Linked DNA regions of Zea mays: region 1 is linked to region 2. Evidence: chromatin contacts called from public Hi-C data. All regions are on one chromosome and are shown on one strand. Each heading gives the region's core, a stretch centred on a gene start, on an enhancer-like site or on the middle of the called end of the contact. The rest is flanking DNA. Distances are from core to core; before and after follow the strand shown.

The links. A called contact is a pair of places that touch in the nucleus more often than the background predicts.
Region 1: a contact with region 2 is called in a Hi-C map of leaf, with 3 times the contacts expected there. The contact joins the promoter of LOC100191851 here to the promoter of LOC100272614 in region 2. A contact is called at or near these places in 4 of 25 Hi-C or Micro-C datasets (ear, endosperm, leaf and 1 more).

Annotation. Positions count from the first base shown.
Region 1 is chr1:226,682,810-226,688,529 of Zm-B73-REFERENCE-NAM-5.0, reverse strand. LOC100191851 reads left to right here and starts at 1,451. Exons shown (of 19, transcript NM_001137275.1): 1 at 1,451-1,607; 2 at 1,841-2,004; 3 at 2,081-2,193; 4 at 2,301-2,375; 5 at 2,462-2,575; 6 at 3,090-3,157; 7 at 3,250-3,333; 8 at 3,455-3,508; 9 at 3,605-3,685; 10 at 3,778-3,871; 11 at 4,029-4,102; 12 at 4,192-4,302; 13 at 4,391-4,435; 14 at 4,517-4,573; 5 more. The coding sequence starts at 1,515.
Region 2 is chr1:226,513,154-226,518,401 of Zm-B73-REFERENCE-NAM-5.0, reverse strand. It overlaps LOC100272614, which reads left to right and starts at 1,685. Exons shown (of 6, transcript NM_001147077.1): 1 at 1,685-1,992. The coding sequence starts at 1,779.

The DNA.
Region 1 (5,720 bases), core at 202-2,701, 170 kb before region 2:
CAGCCGACCGTTGGCCGCGAGCGCCGTTGGCTCACCGGACAGTCCGGTGAATTTTAGCCACGTCGCTTTTTCATTTCCCGAGACCGACGAGTTCGTCGCGGATGACTCACCGGACAGTCTGGTGATTTATAGCCGTACAACTCCGTCGATTTCCGAGAGCAGCTGGTTCACCGTCGGCTAGCCTGGGGCACCGGACAGTCCGGTGTGCCAGGCCGAGCTGGAGTTTGGCTGCACACAGCCAAGACTTTTCCATTGCATTACTTCTTCTCTTAGCCCTGTTTCTAGCACTTAGAGAAACACATTAGTGTACAAAATAATATACTAAGTCTAGAAACATACCTTGTACTTTAATTTGCACTTTTCACACATTGTTTAGCACATAAGAACTTAATCAATTGTGTTGGGCATTTAATCACCAAAACATTATAGAAATCGCCCAAAGGCACATTTCCCTTTCAAGAGGAACATATATATATGGGTACGTTAAATGCTAGTCACAGTTTATGAGATCTGGTTGGTCTCTAGATACCCATGAAAGGCTATGGAGTTTGACTTATATGCTTCAACTAGAGGGGATGCGCTCGGCAGTACGATCGACGTTACAGTAAATAAAGATTGATGATGAGTAGCACAGTCGACAGTACGATCAATAGTTGATGTGGCGATCGACAAGACACTGGTTCACTGGAACCAGCATAAGATAGTTGATAACCTTTCTAAGTCAGCAGGTCGTGCATATGGTCGTATAAACACTATTTGCACTGTAAATAGCAACGTGATAGGGGATGAAATAGGAGAGTTGATGGAGATAACATACGAGGGCAAGATGATTGAGCATCCTAAATTTCATGTTTTTTATTGCCAGACACTTGCTCATCATCGGACTTGTAATGCCATGTATGTGCTAGAAAACAGCGATTAGTAACAAGATCTCCATCTCTGTAACATGTATGTGATGCAAAGAAGGTTTAACTTAACATAACACAATCACACTCCTTTCGTTAAATTTTTTTTGAAAGAAAGAGATTGGAGGGGATTTTAGCCCTCAATCCCCTCCCTTCCAAACAATGGCTAAATAACACAATCACAAAACCACGAGAGAAGGCATGAAGGAAACCACAAGCGCGCCAGGCATGAAGGAAACCACAAGCGCGCCAAAACCACCCCCAGGCGGCAGCGCCCGTAGGCACCAACCCACCCACAGAGAAGGCATGAAGGAAACCACAAGCGCGCCAGCGCAGCAGTCGGGGAGAAGTGGAAGTGGACTCGAGGATCACTCTCGCTATCGACTACGCTATCTCAACTGCCACGGACAATCGAAACCAACAGTGAATCAGCCGGCGCCGCAGCATGCCTGTACCTCTCGGCTCTCGCTCTTATCCCCACCCACCTCGCTTTCTCCCCTCTACAAGAAAGCGACCACCGCTGTGAATCAGCAGAGCTGCAGTGAGAGCAAGTGAGAGGATCAGAGGAGGCATCCGTGACCAAAGATCGAGTAGCCAAGAAGAAGAGAGATGAACGCCGACTTCGGCGCGCCCAAGGAGCTCGCGGGAGGCCTGCAGCAGCGGCGGGCCCTGTACCAGCCCCGCCTCCCGCCATGCCTCCAGGTGATTCCCATTTGGTCGAGCGATCACCCGCCTTTCATCTGTGCGATTCCTGTCCGCCTGCTCATCTGACATCTCTCCCCCGTCTCTGCTGGGCGTGATTCTGATCCCTCATGATTTTTTGGTGGTGGTGATTGGGAGGGGTTATTGGGGGTTTACCCTTCTTGATTCCTCTATCTATCGACGGCCAAACAATCGGTTTTGACTTTTGACCCAATTCCTTCCTTCTCCTCCAGGGACCGACGGTAAGGGCGGAGTACGGTGACGCGACCACAACCATCGATCCCACCTGTGCCCAAGCCGTCGCGCAGGCCTTCCCGCACACCTTTGGCCAGCCGCTCGTCAGCTTCGTCGCGCCGGCCGCCGGCGCCGGCGCCGTTGAGGAGCGCCACCCGATCAGGCCCGCCTCATGACGCCCTGTCTAATCATGTGCGTGCGAGATCGCGCGAGGCTTGCCTGAATTTGCTTCCTTGCAGGGTGGGCGTGGTGTTCTCTGGGAGGCAGTCGCCGGGAGGGCACAACGTCGTCTGGGGCCTCCATGACGCACTTAAAGCCTACAATCCTCAGAGCTTGCTCTACGGATTCGTCGGTAACCAAAATCTCGCAAATTACCTATTCGGTCACATTTTTGGCTATTTATACAAAGTACCTTTTCCTCCAGTATCTTTTTTAAGATTTGTGTGCTTCGTGTTATAGGTGGCACGGAGGGACTGTTTGCAAACAAGACGTTGGAGATCACAGACGATGTTCTTGCTTCCTATAAGAACCAAGGTTGGCTTCACTTGTTCTCCCCTAACTAATTGTGGCCAGGTTTCTGTTATTCTCAATACTGGGATATTTTGTTTGCTCTTTTCAAGGTGGTTTCGATTTGCTCGGTAGGAGTATCGATCAGATCCGCACTACTAAGCAAGTGAATGCTGCAATGACAACATGCCACAGTCTGAACTTGGATGGGTTGGTCATCATTGGAGGTACTAATTAAGGACACCCAATGCCCACAAAAGGCTACCAAAATCCGTCCACCTTTTGTTTTGACATAATTTGCATGGACATGCCACAAGTCACTACCGGAATCCGGCTCTTTGCCGAGTGCCGATGGGTTTGCGGAGTGTTTTTTTCGGGCACTCGGCAAAGAAATCAATAATTTTCACTAGTGATGATTTTTATCTCCTCTGTCCTAAATATAATTCTTTCTAGCCTTTTTTCTGTCCACATTCGAATGAATAATAATGAATGCAGACATACAAACAACATTCATAGATCAATTAATGAATGTATGTTTAATCTAAAACAAATTATATTTTGCGACAGAGAGAGTATTTTATAAACAAATTTACCATGCAGTTGGTGACCATCCAACCAGTTTAAATTTTGTTATGTTCTAACATGTGAAAACTCAATACATGTTTATCATTAGAATTACCTGGATTTTTCTAGTGGTTCAAACTAGCATTTAAAAAAACATCGTTCTCACTTGGTCTACAGGTGTGACCTCCAATTCAGATGCTGCACAGCTTGCGGAGACCCTTATTCAGAATAACTGTAAGACCAAGGTATAACCATTATTAGTCTAAACTGTTTTTAAATGCTCATATTCTTGGAGCACATATAAGACTCCTAAGAATCCAAAACCTTCATTAAACAGGTTGTTGGTGTGCCAGTTTCATTGAATGGTGACCTCAAGAACCAGTTTGTTGAAACAACAGTTGGATTTGATACAGTATGTAAGGTAAAGCGCAGTCTAGTAGAAATTTTGCATAATGTGTAGATCCTGATGGAACTGTAATCAAATATGACATACCATTGCCAATCTGTCACTAATGTCATTTTGTGTGGTAACTACTTTTCAGGTTAATTCACAGCTTGTAAGCAATGTTTGTCTTGATGCGATCTCAGCTGGAAAGGTAATTATCTTGTCACCCATTTGGATTAGTAACTAAGCAGGCTGCAACCATTATTACTACTAAGAACCATGGCTGATGTTTTTTTCTTCCTATCAGTACTATTATTTTGTTCGTCTGATGGGACGAAAAGCATCTCATGTTGCCTTTGAATGTGCACTTCAGTCACACCCAAACATGGTATGATTTTATCAAATCTGTGGTTATAACTCTCTACTATATGAAATGAAGAAAGAGCATCAGCATCCTTTTTTTTCAATTTCTCTTTGCAGCTCATCTTAGGCGAGGAGGTAGCATTGTCAAAACTCACACTGATGGAAATTATAAGCAAGATATGTGATGGAGTACAAGCAAGGGCAGAATTAGGTTTGTACAGTTCTTTGATTGTTATGTTGCAGCAGTTAGTAGGAAAAAAAGTTTGTACCTTTGGTTGAGGTAAATTTTCTAAAAAAATTTTCTAGTCAATCAAGGTATCGGGATATTTTATAAATCATACACTAAAAGACTGGTTATCCATCTTCAGGGAAATATCATGGTGTGCTTGTTATTCCCGAAGGACTTATAGAAAGCATTCCAGAAATGTATGCTCTTATTCAGGTATGTGTGATCTATCTTCATGGAAACAACGGGATGATAAATAGCATTATTTCAGTTCCATCTTCTTGTTTTCTGTTCAAATATTCCAGGAAATCAATATCCTTCACAACAGTAATGTTCCTGTGGCTGAGATGTCATCACAACTGTCTCCGTGGGCAGCTGCTCTGTTCCAGTTCTTGCCACCCTTCATCAGGAGAGAGGTATTGCATTGCTAGCAAAGTTGGATTTTCTTAATGTTTGTAACATTAAGATAAATTCTGGATTAACAATTTGTAATATTTCACTCAGCTGCTGCTCCACCAAGAATCAGATAACTCTGCGCAGTTGTCCCAAGTTTGTGATTCTGAATGCCCAACAACAACTCAATCAAAACTTAATGTAATTATTGGTGTTATAGTGTCCTATTGTTTTCAGATTGACACGGAGCAACTGCTGGCCCATCTAGTAGAAACAGAAATGATAAAGAGAACGGTAATTTCCATTCTTTTGCTATTTCTTGTTTTTTTTTTCCTTCTCTGAACCTCTGTCCATAGTGATTGGGGATGTTTGATATTTCAGAAAGAAGGAAGGTACAAGGGAAGGAAGTTCAGTTCAGTATGTCATTTCTTTGGATATCAGGCTCGAGGATCTACACCATCAAATTTCGACTGTGACTATGCTTATGTGAGTACTATTTCACTGAGATTTTGGAAAACTGAATGTTCTGATGATCCGATCCTTATGTTATTCATGCTAACACTGAACATTTTAGGCTCTTGGACGTATCTCCCTGCATATGATTGCAGTTGGATTGACTGGCTACATGGCAACTGTGGCTAATCTGAAAGACCCTGTTGACAAATGGAGATGTGCTGCTGCTCCTTTAACTGTAATAAGATGTCACTGACCATGCCTTCAAGATCAGATGCTGAAAGGTTACTTATCTATTTATGTTGACCTAGTTGCACAATCTGTTGTCTCTACCAGGCGATGATGAGTGTGAAGAGGCATTTACGTGGCCCTGGAGCAATCCCTATAGGGAGGCCTTCCATTCACCCTTCTCCAATTGACCTGAAAGGGAAGGCTTATGAGTAAGTCCACATTGTTCAGGGCTTTGATACCTGGTCCTGCTTTTTTTTCCCCCGATAAGTAGAGGAAAGGATGCGACCTGGAAGGAAGGTGAACGGGATTGACTTTGTTCCTGCATCATTCAGGTTGCTGCGAGAGAAGGCTTCAAGCTTCCTCCTTGACGACTTCTACAGGACTCCAGGAGGCATTCAGTTCGAAGGGCCTGGTTCAGATGCAAAGCCCATCACGCTGACCATTGAGAACCAGGACTACATGGGTGACATTGAGATACTGAAAGAGTACCTTGGCAAGGTTGTGATCGGGAATCCTTTCATCTGCTTCCGAGTAGTTTCAGATTAAAAAGAAAAGAAAAAAAGCTTTTCATTTAAGAAGCAGGTCCCTTCCTAACATTGGCATGCCCAACGATGATGTGGTCCCAGGTTAGGACCATGGTGAAGCCAGGGTGCTCCCGGGAGATCCTGAAGGCGGCGATCAGTTCCATGGTGTCGGTGACGGATGTGCTGACTGTGATGTCCCACCCCCTCAACGCCGAGCTGCCCCTCTACCATTT
Region 2 (5,248 bases), core at 436-2,935:
CATACTTGTCACCTTTTCTTTAACCTTTTTAACCTTCTTCCTTTAATTAGCCTCTCTGAGAAGAGTTAATTAAAGGGTGGAGTTGGAGAATGATTCATTTGTGTTGCCTTGTTTCTGATATCCATCAAGTATTAAAAATGAGTGACCAACACTTCTCATCCTCTTTTGCTTCGTGCGTTAATATTTCGGAGTCGAAGCTTCTTCTCCTCTTCATTCTTGTTCGTCAGTCATGTTGGACTGAAGCTCTCTAGCTTCGTCCTTTCCTCACACGTTGTTTTAGATGAAGGTTGGCTTCACTATCTTCTAGTAATACCTAAAACATGATTTGATTGAAAATACAACGCTTTGAGGACTTTCGGCAATAGAGGCCCCCAACACGCTGTCGCTGGGAGGGAATAGGCGACAAAACCATCCTTACGTGCAGTCACCACCAGGGTCGGATGTAACACTTGTAGACGTCACCTCTGGGGATAAGAGGAACCAATGAGAGGAAGGAGGGGAAGAAGCAGAGGCAGGTAACTGTGGGGGTATCGAGTGATGTCATGCATTGATTGATGAAGGAATCGAGCACCACCGTTGTGTGTGGGGGGGCATACCTGAATGACTGCTTCGTTCATCCGTTGGGTGCCGAGTGGTTTGGGGTGGCGGTCGTCGGGGAGAGACAGGGGGAGGGGGACTTTTGGACACTGGGGTGACCCTCTTCACCGTCACACCAAGGGGGTGGGGGTAGCATCATTTGGGGAGAGACGGAGGATGGGACGGTGGGGCGACCCTCTCCACCGGCGCGCCAAGGGGGTGGGGGTGGTGCCGTCGGGGAGAGATAGGGTAAGGGGGACACTGGGACGACCCTCTCCACAGTCGTTGTCTCTCTGAGAGGATGGAGCATAATAGCAGATGCATGGCGAGAAGACTAGACTCTAGAAGAACCTGGAGGCTCCTTATTTTTCTCCGAAGGAGTAGAAGCGACCGGAGCTATCCATGTTGAATCGAACGAATGGAAACAAAAGAGGTACATGGACACGGTATCCGACGACTTTTACTCTCGTGCTTAATCTATACCATTATATAATCCACCAGTTTAAACTTTGCAAGAACCACCCAACCAAATCACCCCATACCCATAACCTTCACTAAATCCACCAAACAAATTGCATCCAGACTAAACACACTATTAAAACCAACGGTTCAGATCGCTGGATAACCTACTCTCTCTTACTGACTCAAATTCAATGTACAATATTATTTGAATCATCTCTCATTCCTCATCCCTCTCTGTCCCTCTCCCCGATGACCTCGCCGTCTCTAGTCCCCCTCCCCCTCCTCTACACTTACGCCACCATCACCATTGTTAATTTCTTTTCTCGCATTGCCGCTCATCTTTTTTATTATCACTGTGTGTTATAATGTTAGCACGAACTATATGTTAAATTTTTAAATTTTTTTTGACTACAAACAGACAAACCACTGTTTTATGCCCATGTGCCAGTAACAGTACGAAGTGAGAAGCGTGGTGACTGGTGTGTGATGATAGCTTCGCTTCCTGTGCGACTGCGACGGTGAAAGCCCGGGTGTCGCGATGTCCCCGTCCGTGAGCGGCCGCCGGTCGAATCTCTCCTTGGGTGAAAACTCTGCTGCGCAAGCAAAAGCGGAACACGAAAGCGGGGAGGAACGACAGCAGCCATCAGAAGAAAGCTCCAATCTTTCTCGCCCTCTCGCGGTTCGGAGGAGGGACCCGGGCGCAAAGACTCTAAAGCGCAGGTGAGCTCCGGGCGGGGAAGATGTTCCCCAGCCTGATCCACCACGCTAGCCACGGCCGACCCGACGTCGCCGTCGCCGAGGACGCACCACGCAGTGGCTGCGGGTTAGGGCTGCCCGGGCACGGCGGCGGGCCCAGCGTGGTGCTCACGGCCGATCCCAAGCCTAGGCTCCGCTGGACGGCCGACCTCCACGACCGCTTCGTCGATGCCGTCGCCCAGCTCGGCGGGCCTGATAGTAAGCATTTCGACAGCTCTTCCCCATGCTTCTTTCCCGCATCCTTTGCTCTCTGCTCCGTGGTCACTTGTGCGTGCTTCTTGATCCGCCTGTTTCATGTTTGATGTTTCCTAGCTCATTTGGCTGAGTTGCTCAATTTGTTGCGGTTGCGGCTAATGACATATAGGAATCGGCTCAGCGGCATTGCGGCATGCAAGATATGTTGTTCACCTAGGACTCTAGTACAATTGACTAGTACTGTGCGTCTTTTCGGAGGGGGAGTTTCTGTTATCATGAGGGTTTATTCCAGTTTTCGAATGCACGAATTTTGGGTCCCAGGTCAGGTCATGGCCTCCCGGTAATGCATCATTAGTTCATCCTGTGCTCTCAATGCGGGTGTCTCTCAGTAACCAGGTCGAGGAACCACGTACAATGTACGCTACTAAAACTAGGATTTAACACTAGGAGAACGAGATTGTTCCCATGTTCCCAGAACGAGAGGAACGTGGCCAAGTTCCCGGTTACTAAGGGGTGTCTAGTTGAGGAATTTTAGTGCACCTTGTTAATTTGGATTGTGAAGAATTGCTACATTTATTTATGCATGTAATCTCTTCAATGTTTACCTACACTTGCAACACTGCTTTGTATGAATCCACAAGTGTAAGGTCATCATTTCAGGGAGTGTGTCATTTTTCAGGTAACACGATCATAAAAAGCTGCATCTTTCATAATTTTTGGGATGATTACAAAGAACATGAGGCTGGTCAGCTGGGAGCAATTTGGTCTCTTGGGAGTGTTTTTGTTATGCTGTGGTTTCTCATTTGTGTTGGTGCTGTTATTAATCCCCGGTGACTCGCTAGTCGTTATCTTGTTATTATACTTTAACCAAAGTTTGTTTCATTTTAACTGTGGTATCCATGATCGTGTTTAGGGATTTGAGCTTGTTGTTTTGGATGCTGCTTGTCAAATTTGAAAAAAATGATGCCTTTTGTCAAAGAGCATTATTTTTCTCGAATGCACAGGAGACTTCTGACGTGACGGCTTATCATTTATATAGAGGGAAAGGTCCAAACGTCCAAAGTACAAACCAAAAAGAACCAGAAAAAACAATAACAAAAAGTGCAGTAGGTTTGCTATTTTAAGTCTTGGAAGCCGGGAGATCATTGATCGAATTCCAGAAAATTAACAATAATGAAAATAAATGCATGATTCCTGCCTTTATGGACTCATCTCATCTTTAGTTAGGCACTTTGGTGTCAGTTACTTTGGAGTTTAGTAGAAGAGCTCTCTTAGTAGAATAGTTTCCACTTGATCAAATTATTGCATATGGCATAAACAGTGGCAGATCTCGCTATAGGGTATGCCATGTCAAAATTTTCATTATATATACAATATGGTAAAAATCCATCTAGAAATTCAATAAAAAAATATCCCGTAAATCGGTATTCAAAGTGAAAACTAGCATACTAGTGGTTAAGTTTGACAATTTGTATAAATTGCCCTTCTTCTAATTGAATTTTTACTCGTATCACTATATTCAGATACTTATAACAGTTTGTCAGCTTTGGGTGCTGCTCATAAAGGTCCCTAGCTTGCTACCCGATGTCGAGGAAATAACAATTCTATAGCTTCTAGAGAATATAATTCAGAAGAAAGATGAGATCCCTATTTTGTTCACCGTGTTTATAGTTCAGAAAAGATATCTCCACCACTAGATCAACGCTTCTGTAAGTTTGCGCGTGTGAGTGGACGAGCGACGGTGAGACAACATGACACCTGCTCTTTATGATCGCAACTCACAAGGCAAGCCATAGACAAATTTACGTTTAAGATTACGTGACAGGCGGAACATTACAAATTTTTTCATATATATATATATATAGTATATGTATTTAGAGCCCTAGGCTCTATTTAACTATAGGAAGCCCCGACCACGTACCGACCAGGTGCGCGACCGCACCGGACCCTTTTTGGCTTGTTGTACCTAACTGCTTACGCCAAAATATAATACGAGTTATGCTGATGTGTGTATCAGTTTATGCAAATATAGTCTGCGCATATTACGTGCATCGGGCCCACGATCCGGCCCACGCCACCACTATAAAAACACCCCCACGCCGCCAGGAATTAGGTTTTAGCGGCGGCGGCGGTTCTCTAGGGCGTGCGAGCGGCGGTTCTTTAGGGCGTGCGAGCGGCGGTGATCCTGGGGGCCAGCAGCGGTGTCACCTCGAGGCAGGCGACCGACGGCGGCGCTCCACCAGGAACGAGCGACAACGACGCTCCGAGGCAGGCGAGCAAGCGGTGACGGCGCTCTTGAAGCGGACGGACGACGACAGCGCACCCTAGGCCCGGTGACAACGGCGGTTGTCCCGTCCGTCTCTGCGATGGCCACCGCCACCGCCGCTCCAGCATCTGTGGCGCGACGACGGATCTGGGGACCCGCTCGCGACGGCGGATCCCTGAGGCGCGACGGCGGATCTGGGGACACGCTCGCGATGGCGGATTCCTGTGGCGCGACGGCGAATCTAGGGACACGCTGCGGCATCGGATCCCGAGGGCACGCACGCGGCGGCGGCCCCATGAGGTCCGCACGACGGCGATGTGCCAGCGGTCGCGACGGCGGATTTCCCTAGGCGCTAGCGACGACGGCATCCTCCCCTAGGCACGAAGTGGTGGCGCATCCCAGATGCGAGGAGCTGGTTCCGCAGGACGGCGATCCTATTTTTATGCTATTTTGTATACATATTTATGCCAATGTCAATAGGATTTTATGACCTATATTTCAGTTCATGGATCCGCTTCCATCTATTTGTCTGTTTCTGATATTTCTATTCATTTACGCTAAAATTTATACTCATTTACGCTGTTTTGGTTCACGATTTACACTTAAATCCGCTCGAGCCAGAACCCGCGCACGATTTTTACGCCGTAATTTGTCCCCATTTGCCGTTACGAATTCAATCGATGATTTACGCTAAAATTCATACTCATTTACGCTGTTTTGGTTCACGTTTTATGCCGAAATCCGCCCGAGACAGCGCCTGTGGCGATTTTCATGCCGTAATTCGAGACCCATTTGTCGTTACGAAACAGATCGATGATTTACGATAAAATTTGTACTCATTTACGCTGTTTTGGTTCACGTTTTACGCTAGAATCCACCCGATCCAGAACCCGCGCACGATCGGGTGCACACGATTTTTACGCCGTAATTTTAGGCTCAGTTTGCTGTTACAAAACAGATATAAGATTTACGCTAAATTTCGTACTCATTTAC